Linked DNA regions of Drosophila melanogaster: region 2 is linked to region 1. A link is a contact called in public Hi-C data. All regions are on one chromosome and are shown on one strand. The core of a region is the stretch at or near the end of the contact, and the rest is flanking DNA. Distances in the headings are between cores, read along the strand shown. Region 1 holds the start of AnxB11 (Annexin B11). Region 2 holds the start of SMC3 (Structural maintenance of chromosomes 3).

Region 1 (4,124 bases), core at 872-3,371:
GGAAAAGAGCAAAATAGGAATTATGCGTTTCGTTAAATTGAAAATATTCACACACATGCACAAGTACAATGTACATATAGTTTTAATGTTTAATCAGCTGATCTAACATCATGTTAAAGATTGGTGCTCAAATAGAAGGTACAAGCGACTTTGAACCGAAACATTAGATTACACTACGCAACAAAACGTGCTAATGTACAAATCAAACTTTAAGTTATAAAATAGGTCTAACTTGTATTTGAGTATACATACATTGGAAACCAATCAAATTGGAGTGGGGATTGCGCTATTAGATAAGAACACTATTACAGGGTATGCCTTATAATTTAAGCAATTAAGAGTAATATGAATTTGCGTCATATATGGGATAAAGGCATCCGGTTTTGCTTAGAGAGGGAACTTCCCAAAAAAATAAATCAACTGATATGGATATATGAAATATGCAAAAACATTAAAATAAAATAATTAATTTCGGCGATATAGTAAACTGTCCCAAGAGACCTTATAATGGTTCCACTGAAATGTCGCCAATGTAGACTTTCGCCACATGTACACATGTATGCTACACCCATTTGTGGCCCACAAGGTACTTCATATCTACATATATATATATATATATACATATATATACATATATATAAACGTTGTGTTTTCCCTTTTACCTTATATTATATATGCGCAATATAGCTGCGGGTCATGCGTGTTACTTGTAATTTATAATTTTTTGCTTCAGACAGAGGGACGCCTCCTGACTTAATGGGTATGGAAACAAATGTGAGGCCTGAATATAATATATTAAACTATTTGCACAAAGGCTTTGGGTTTGTTTTCCAATTGTTTCGTCATTTGCAAAGCCTTTCTTGAAAACTTTTCAATTGATAAACATAAACAACTGCATGTACGGTCTGTTCTGTCCCACTCTTTATACATTTTTAACCAAAAAATTAAGTTAAATTCGTTTTGGAAAAGACTTCAATGGCACCTCGCAGCGCAAATAACCAGAACAATGGCTTTATTTCCACCGCAGCGATTTCTGCGGTCCATTATCATCGGAAAGGGCCGTTTTCAAGGCAACAGAACGCATTTGCTCACTCCGAGATGATTCATCTTACACTCAAACCCACGTCAACAAAGTCTACCCGTGCGCATACATAAGTATCTATGTATCTAAGTATCTATGTATACTAATTGAGTCATGCTTTTACAAATGGATCAGAAGTAAAATTCCTGTGAATTTTGGATTCATAGTTACATAGAGCCGAAAAGATATTTCGAACATTTGCGAAATACAATTTTGATGCTTCATTTTGCAATTAGTTGTTGTACTTTTTATATATTTCTTTACTTATGATTTTGGCACAGTAAATTCGAACAACTTTGCGTAAATACCACTAAAAATAAGACAATAATCGCTTACAACTTTGAGTGCGCTTATCTTGAAATTCTTTGAAATGGTCCCGGATTCCGGGAAAAGTATAAGTTCGATCGCTTTCATTTAAGTATAACCTATTAAAAGCGCACATGAGATAGATAGATAGGTCAGAAGATTGGCATTTAGGCATAAAAATGGGCCTTATGTGCACGCCCCTACATAATTAGATACATAGGTGGGCGCATCTATTCCTATTGTATCATAATTTATTAGATGGTAATTATTTACTAGCAAGGTCGCAATCAACAGATGGGTAAAACGCACACAAGTGCAGCACATCAACACGTGTCAGTGCCGGTGTGCGTGCGTGCGTGTGTGTGAGTAGTTGCATTTCGAGATACAATTGTATCTTTGTATCTGAAGATATCAAACGAAAGTTTCTATCGCTGGTTACCCCGCCACCAGTCGTACGATATATGTATTTCTTCTCGGCAGATACACACACAGGCACACAAATACGTCTGTCTTGGAGAATATTTGGGAGCAGAGACTTAAAGTAAAGATTTCACAAGTCTACACTTCAGGGAAACGTGTTAAACAGCAATAAGAACACGCATGTTGCGCGAAAACAAATACACCATAAAGAACGGCACAATTATAACGCTTTTAATTACTTTAAGTATCGGCAAACGCGATGTTGGCACTCTGCGGGTATTTTGTAATGCCGAAGTGAATTTATCAACTGACTTACCGCCAGGGCGGGACAACAACCTGTTGTTACTTTGATTACTCGATTCTAGTCGATAGCTGTGCCCTTTCCAATCGGAATATCGGTGGCTATCGAGTAGCCGGTGCATTCACAATTTCGTATGTTCCCGGTATAACTGCGAAGTAACTGCAATATTAAAACATTATTTTCTTTAATTTGGAAATCAGTTTTCAGAATTCACTTTTGTAGTTGCTTAATTCAAATCTCTTAACATACCTAATTTCCCAATAAGAAATCAACGGAAATTTAAGCTAAAGTACGTTCAATGCAGTAAATTTTATGATTCACTTTATAGAGAATCTTTGTACAATCTTTATGTGGAGTTTTTCATACTTTTATTTTGAAATTCTATATAGCCGCGATATAAAAAGTCAAAGAGATCGACTTATCGAATTAAAATGGCTTCTTTGATGGTTATTTCCCAGAGTGACCGGGTATGCGACCGCTAAGAAAAACCGCCGTACAGTGGTAAGTGTGACCACGCATGCGTCTGCCACAAGCGATAGCGATAGTAAGGTCCAGGCTTCGCCCGGCGTGCCCATCTCTAGCCAAAAACGACCTTTTTTCGCCAGAAATCATTTTCCCGTTTACAGTCGCAGATACGCCACGGCAATTCGCAGTCCCAGTGTAGCGGTCATTTTTTTTCCAGTGCGACTCCTCCAAACAAAAGCGAAGTGGAAAAATAGGCGAAGATAAAGGAAACCCAAGAGCGAAACTCCAAATTGCGAATCAGCAAAGGATCAATGGCAACGAAATAAGTAAAAGAACCAGTGCGAACAATGTGCGAAAAGTGGGAAACGCGAGCGGCGTGGTCGTTTCCGTCGGAGAGCGGATAATATAGCACATAGTAGTATATTGTAGTAGTGGATGTGGATGGTGTGGAACGATTGCGAACGGACGCAGACCGAAACAAAAGTGAAAACGTGCAAAAAACCAAACCCAAAAACAAATTCAACCGAGAAGTAGAAGCAAGCGGCAAAGAAGAGAGCGAGAGGGCGACCAATACAAAAGCGACAAAATGTGCGACGCTGCGGCGGCAACAGCGACAACAACAACAACAGCAGCAGTAGCAGCAGCCGTCGCAACAACAACAGCATCGGTAGCATTGGAGGCCACAGCGACACAGCCTGGAACGACAACGACGACGGTAGCCACTGCGTCAGCGGGAACCACATCCCCTGAAGCGGCCATTCCAACAGCAGCAACAGCAACATCGGCGAGAAACAGCAACAGCGAACGGTCGGCGCGACAAAACTGCTGTCGCCTGTGCATCGCCCCACAAACCGAATGCATCTCGATCATCAATAGCTATGCGGCCGACAAGGAGCCGCTGTCCACCAAGATCCACAACTGCGTCGGCATCAAGGTGAGTGGTTATGGGTATGGGTATGGGTGTGGGCATGGGCACGGGTGCGGATGCGGATGCGGGTATATACATAATCCGGCTGTTGCCATCGCCATTGCTGCCGTCGGTGTCGTCATCCCGGGTCTCCGATTCCGAGTCCGAGTCCGCCGCTCTCACTGAACGCTCTCTTGGGTGCTCTGGCACTCCGGTGCTCTGGTGGTTGGACACCATTAACAGTTATACACACAGATCCCAAATGGTCAGTGGAAGGATGAGGCGGTGGCCACACCCGTTCGCTGGACAGAATGGAAAAGTGAGGTTACGGATGATGCCGAGTAACCATTGGGCAGTGGGCATTGGGCCCCGGAGTTCAAGACCCATCGAAGGGGGATTGTGCAAGCAACCAAAGATGATGGCCAGCCACATCCAAAAACGAAAAACCAAGCAAACAAAAAAAAAAAAAACGAACGAACCGAAAACCAGCCAAACTCCGCCTCCTACTCCTCATCTGCTTTGGTATGGGTGTGTGGCTAGGTTTTGGGTTTCCAATGTTTCCACTGCCAAGTCACGATGCAGTGGGAGTGGAAGAGAATGGGTGTAGGAGAAAGAGGAGACGGAGGAGTAGAATTGGAGCTCCA
Region 2 (4,246 bases), core at 1,187-3,686, 170 kb after region 1:
TATTGAAATAGCCGCCAGTGAGGGATCCCTTGGAGGACACTTGATCTCCGTCCAGCGTAACGCAATCCAGCCCAGTGCTCTTGGCCAGCTCGGTGGCGCGCTCCAAATTTCTGCAGATTAGCGTTTTTCCAAAGATATACCTCAGCGCCTTGTCGTGCTGTTCATCGTACTTCAGTTTGGAGATCATAGGTATGGAGTCGGGATCATCCGGATAATCGTGTATTTTAACCTGAAGTCGATTCAGGGGCATAAAGGTCACCTCGCCCGGTAATTTCAGCTTATTCATCTCCTTGAGGATTTGCGTGCCCTCGTATTCTGACTCCACAATGTGATGGAATAACCGATTGGCGGCTGTTACCTCCACCGCCGTGTAGATGGTCTTGTCGCAGCTGAAGTTCTCAATGACGGGTCCATAGTAGGCTCTCGCAATCTCCGCCGATTGACCGCCACGTTCCACAAAGCTGTCGAGAACCTTGCGCACAGAATCGCAACCGTTCAGGATCGGCTTGCCGGCCATGCTGCGCAGCGCCTGGTCCGCCCGCGATAGCTCCTCCTTGTGCGTCTGCAGCTGCTGCGTCATCTGTGTCTCCTTGCGCCACAACTCGTTTCGCATGGACTGATGCTGGTCCTTGGTCTTCTTAAGCTCGTAGTACTTCTTGTTGTGCTCGTCGATCTGCAGTCGGAGCTGCTCCAGTTCCGATGAGTGCTCCTCGATCTTTTGACCCAGATCCTTTTCGGAGGTAGCGTCCTTCTTCAGATCCTCCACGAGTTTTGCGTGATGAGCGATTTTATCGCGCGTCTGTTTGCTAATTGACTTCAGCTCGTTGGTGATCCATTTGTCGCGATCCTCCCTAGAGGAGAACTGTGAACCGCGACCCTGCTTGGCGTAAAGCTCCTTGCGCTTCTGTTCCTTGAGCTGCAGCTCTCGGGAGCAGTCTTCCTCCTTGCGCTTCATCGCCTCGTATTTGGGCTTTACGTCGTCCAGTTCCTTTTCGCGTTCGGCTATCGTTACCTTAAGGTTCTTAAGCTCCTGGTCAGCCCGCTCCTTGGACTTGTTGTCGCCCTGAACCTCGTCATTTAGATCGACAATGGTTAGGTCTAGTTTCGTTTTCTCGCGCAGTAACTGTTGCTGCTCCGTCATCAGTACGGAGCGCTCCTCCTTTGTGCTCTGCACTTTCTTCTTTGCCTCTTTAAGGTTCTTTTGCACATCCTTGATCTTCTCTTGTGCCTTCTGAATCTCAATGTTGTAGATCTTCTTTTTGTCCGAGGACGACTTGCGCTGCAGCTGGAGCTCGTCGAGAGCCTTCTTGGTGTCCTTCAGCTCGGTTTCGTAGCGTATATACTCTAGCGTGCGGCGCGTCTTGTCCCACTTCTGGTACTCCTTTAGCTCTTCCTTCTCCTCTTCGAGCGTCTGGAGCCGATCCTCGATGGTCTTTAGGTACTCGCTGATTTTCTCCACCTTGCTGTCCGTCTCGCGCAATAGATTTAACGACTCCTCCTTCCGTTCGTCGTAAACACGCGTTCCCGCGACTTCGCGTAGCAGCTTGAGACGATAGGAATCGGCGGCAGTTGCCATCTGATTGATTTTGCCCTGCTTGACAATGTAGTAGGGATTTGAACTGGAAAAACCAGCCGATTCCAGCAGATTGACCACCTCATTGCGCGGCACCACCTTCTTGTTGAGGAAGTACTGGTCCTTTTTGGCGCCAATCACGCGCCGCAGAAAGATCTCTTCTTTGTCGATCTACAAAATAAGCGTAGCGTCAGTTATGAAGTGGCTAGAAATGTTTGCCTATAAGTTTGAATATTATGAGAAGATGCTATGAGCGGGTTGCTTTAGAGGATTTTGAGCGATATGTTACAACCATTGACTACATCTTCCAAGGCAGTAGAGTTCTTGCAAAGACTATGTTTTCTGGGTCACTTGGTTTGACTACTCACTGGAACTCGGTTGTCCGAGTTGTCGAAGATGATCTCCACATAGGCGGAGATGACGCGGGCACCTGTTCCCTCGTGCAGAAGCGACTGACGCTGCTCCGGCCGCAAGTGGGTGAACTCATCGCTTAGCACAAACTGGATGGCTGCAAAGTGGATGGGATAGCATTAGGGTCGATTAAATATGGTTAGCTGAACAGGCAGGCTGGAGCTGATACTAACCGTAGAAGAAGTTGCTCTTCCCGGAGCCATTACGTCCAACAACAACGTTATGGCGCTTGTCGAATGGTTCCACCACCGTCTGGTCCTTGTAACTCTTGAAGCCTTGTATAATAATCTGGAATTAACGGGTGGATTTCAGATCTTCGGTGTCCAATGGGTGGCCAGGAGCATGGCCGTCATTTCAACACTCACCTGCTTGATGTGCATCTTATTATATGCGATTTTTTGCACAAAATCGCGCTCTTTTTGTTTTACAACAAATACATAAATAATATCGACTCGGGCAGCGACTTATCGATGTTTGCGTTTCACTATCGATGTCATCGATATCCCAACTTTGAAAAACACTGGCTTGCAATCGAACCAAAAATTCAAATGATATAAAACAAAAAAATAATTTTAAATTTTACAACTAAAAGTGTCCATCAATAATGGTTTAAGAAGCAAACAAATAATTAATTTAATAAGGTAGTTTGAAGGTGTGAAATACTAAAACAACGATAGCCGACGTTATCGAATCGAATCGATTACTCTTGTTAAATTCACTCAGTACAGATATATTTTTATAGAAAGCCACTCGATTCATTCGATATAAATAAACACGGAACACCGTTTGTGTTTATTATATTACGACGTGTCTGTATTTTGACCCGTGCCCGAGGATCTGGAAAGTTCGCGATTGCCGCCAAAACAAGCAAGGACCCCATTCGGGTGTAGCAGGTGCAGGAGCAGGTGGACAGGAAACGGAGAAGCAGCTGAAGGAAACTCAAAGGAAGTGGTCACAGTGGGGAGAAGGAGCCCGTGAACTGAACCATCATCATTACCATCGAGCGCATTTAGGATGGCTGGGTCCGCACTGCGCCGCCTGATGGCGGAATACAAACGTGAGTCGAAAGTCCACAGGGCAGCAACAGCTTTCCCTTACCACCGCTCCGATCATCTCCAGAGTTAACACTTGACCCGCCCGAGGGCATTGTGGCCGGCCCCATCAGCGAGGACAACTTCTTCGAGTGGGAGGCACTGATTGCGTGAGTTAAGATCCCCGAACGATCGACACGGATCGGACAGATGTGGACAGATTAACCCATTAATTGCACTTTGCCCTTTGCAGCGGACCTGAGGGCACTTGTTTCGAGGGCGGAGTGTTTCCTGCCCGGCTCATCTTTCCGACCGACTATCCTCTGAGTCCGCCTAAAATGAAATTCACTTGTGACATGTTCCATCCCAACATATTCGCCGACGGGCGGGTCTGCATATCAATACTACACGCACCCGGCGACGATCCCATGGGCTACGAGCTATCCGCGGAGCGCTGGAGTCCTGTCCAGAGCGTGGAGAAGATTTTGCTTAGTGTGGTCAGCATGCTGGCGGGTAAGAAAAAAGTCACAATAAAGTCTTAAGGGCAATTCCAACGGGGGTATCTACTTCCAAGTTCATTTGTTCACTAGATTATATGGTTGATCATGCCGATAGTTCACTTCACTTGTTCATTCCTTAAGTTCAAACTGATGTCGTTCATTTTTGCCCACAGAACCCAACGATGAGAGCGGCGCTAATGTGGATGCAGCAATTATGTGGCGCGAACAGAGGGATGAGTTCAACGCCATCGCCCGACGGCTGGTGCGCAAAACTCTTGGTTTACCGGCGTAAATGGATCATGTGCGTCACCGTCAATACTTTCTACCCTGAACAACACGATTCCAACAACTCGCTAACCCATAGTTTTCTCAAAAATCCCTCGTTGAGCTAACCGACACAAGTTTCAAATTAGCAAAAATGAAGAACCTAACGTCAAAATCGACTAACTCAAGTTTATCTAGCACACTGACTGCCTCACCGGACTTAACTGGAGGGCCTATTACCTGAAGTACATCACTGGTAGTTGGACACGAGGCCAGGTGAAGGCGGAGTGAGAAGTTGGCAAGAAAAGTGAAAATTCTAATAATTTCTATTATTAAAGGTTTATTTTTTTTTATATATTTTCACTAGATATAATTTGTATTGATGCTTTATAAAGATGCTGTTTTGAAAAGTTAAATAGAAATTACGATAATTCAAGTGCAAGGGCAATGTATTCGAAGTGATTGAG

Evidence for each region. Hi-C and Micro-C count contacts between places; a contact is called where the count stands out from the background.
Region 2: a Hi-C map of the Kc167 cell line shows a contact between it and region 1, with 1.6 times the contacts expected there. The contact joins the promoter of SMC3 here to the promoter of AnxB11 in region 1. A contact is called at or near these places in 12 of 107 Hi-C or Micro-C datasets (the Clone 8 cell line, the Kc167 cell line, the S2 cell line and 6 more) and 2 of 6 datasets of contacts at active chromatin or transcription factors (both in the Kc167 cell line).

Annotation. Positions count from the first base shown.
Region 1 is chrX:16,420,121-16,424,244 of dm6, forward strand. It overlaps AnxB11 (Annexin B11), which reads right to left and starts at 2,122. Exons shown (of 8, transcript NM_001272689.1): 1 at 1,661-2,122. hang (hangover) reads left to right here and starts at 2,711. Exons shown (of 8, transcript NM_167521.3): 1 at 2,711-3,507. The coding sequence starts at 3,160.
Region 2 is chrX:16,591,003-16,595,248 of dm6, forward strand. SMC3 (Structural maintenance of chromosomes 3) reads right to left here and starts at 2,437. Exons shown (of 5, transcript NM_078650.3): 1 at 2,350-2,437; 2 at 2,158-2,272; 3 at 1,942-2,081; 4 at 1-1,744. The coding sequence starts at 2,364. Ubc7 (Ubiquitin conjugating enzyme 7) reads left to right here and starts at 2,675. Exons shown (of 4, transcript NM_001298405.1): 1 at 2,675-3,041; 2 at 3,104-3,185; 3 at 3,269-3,528; 4 at 3,689-4,246. The coding sequence starts at 2,999. The coding sequence ends at 3,807. CG9784 reads right to left here. Exons shown (of 1, transcript NM_132907.3): 1 at 4,134-4,246.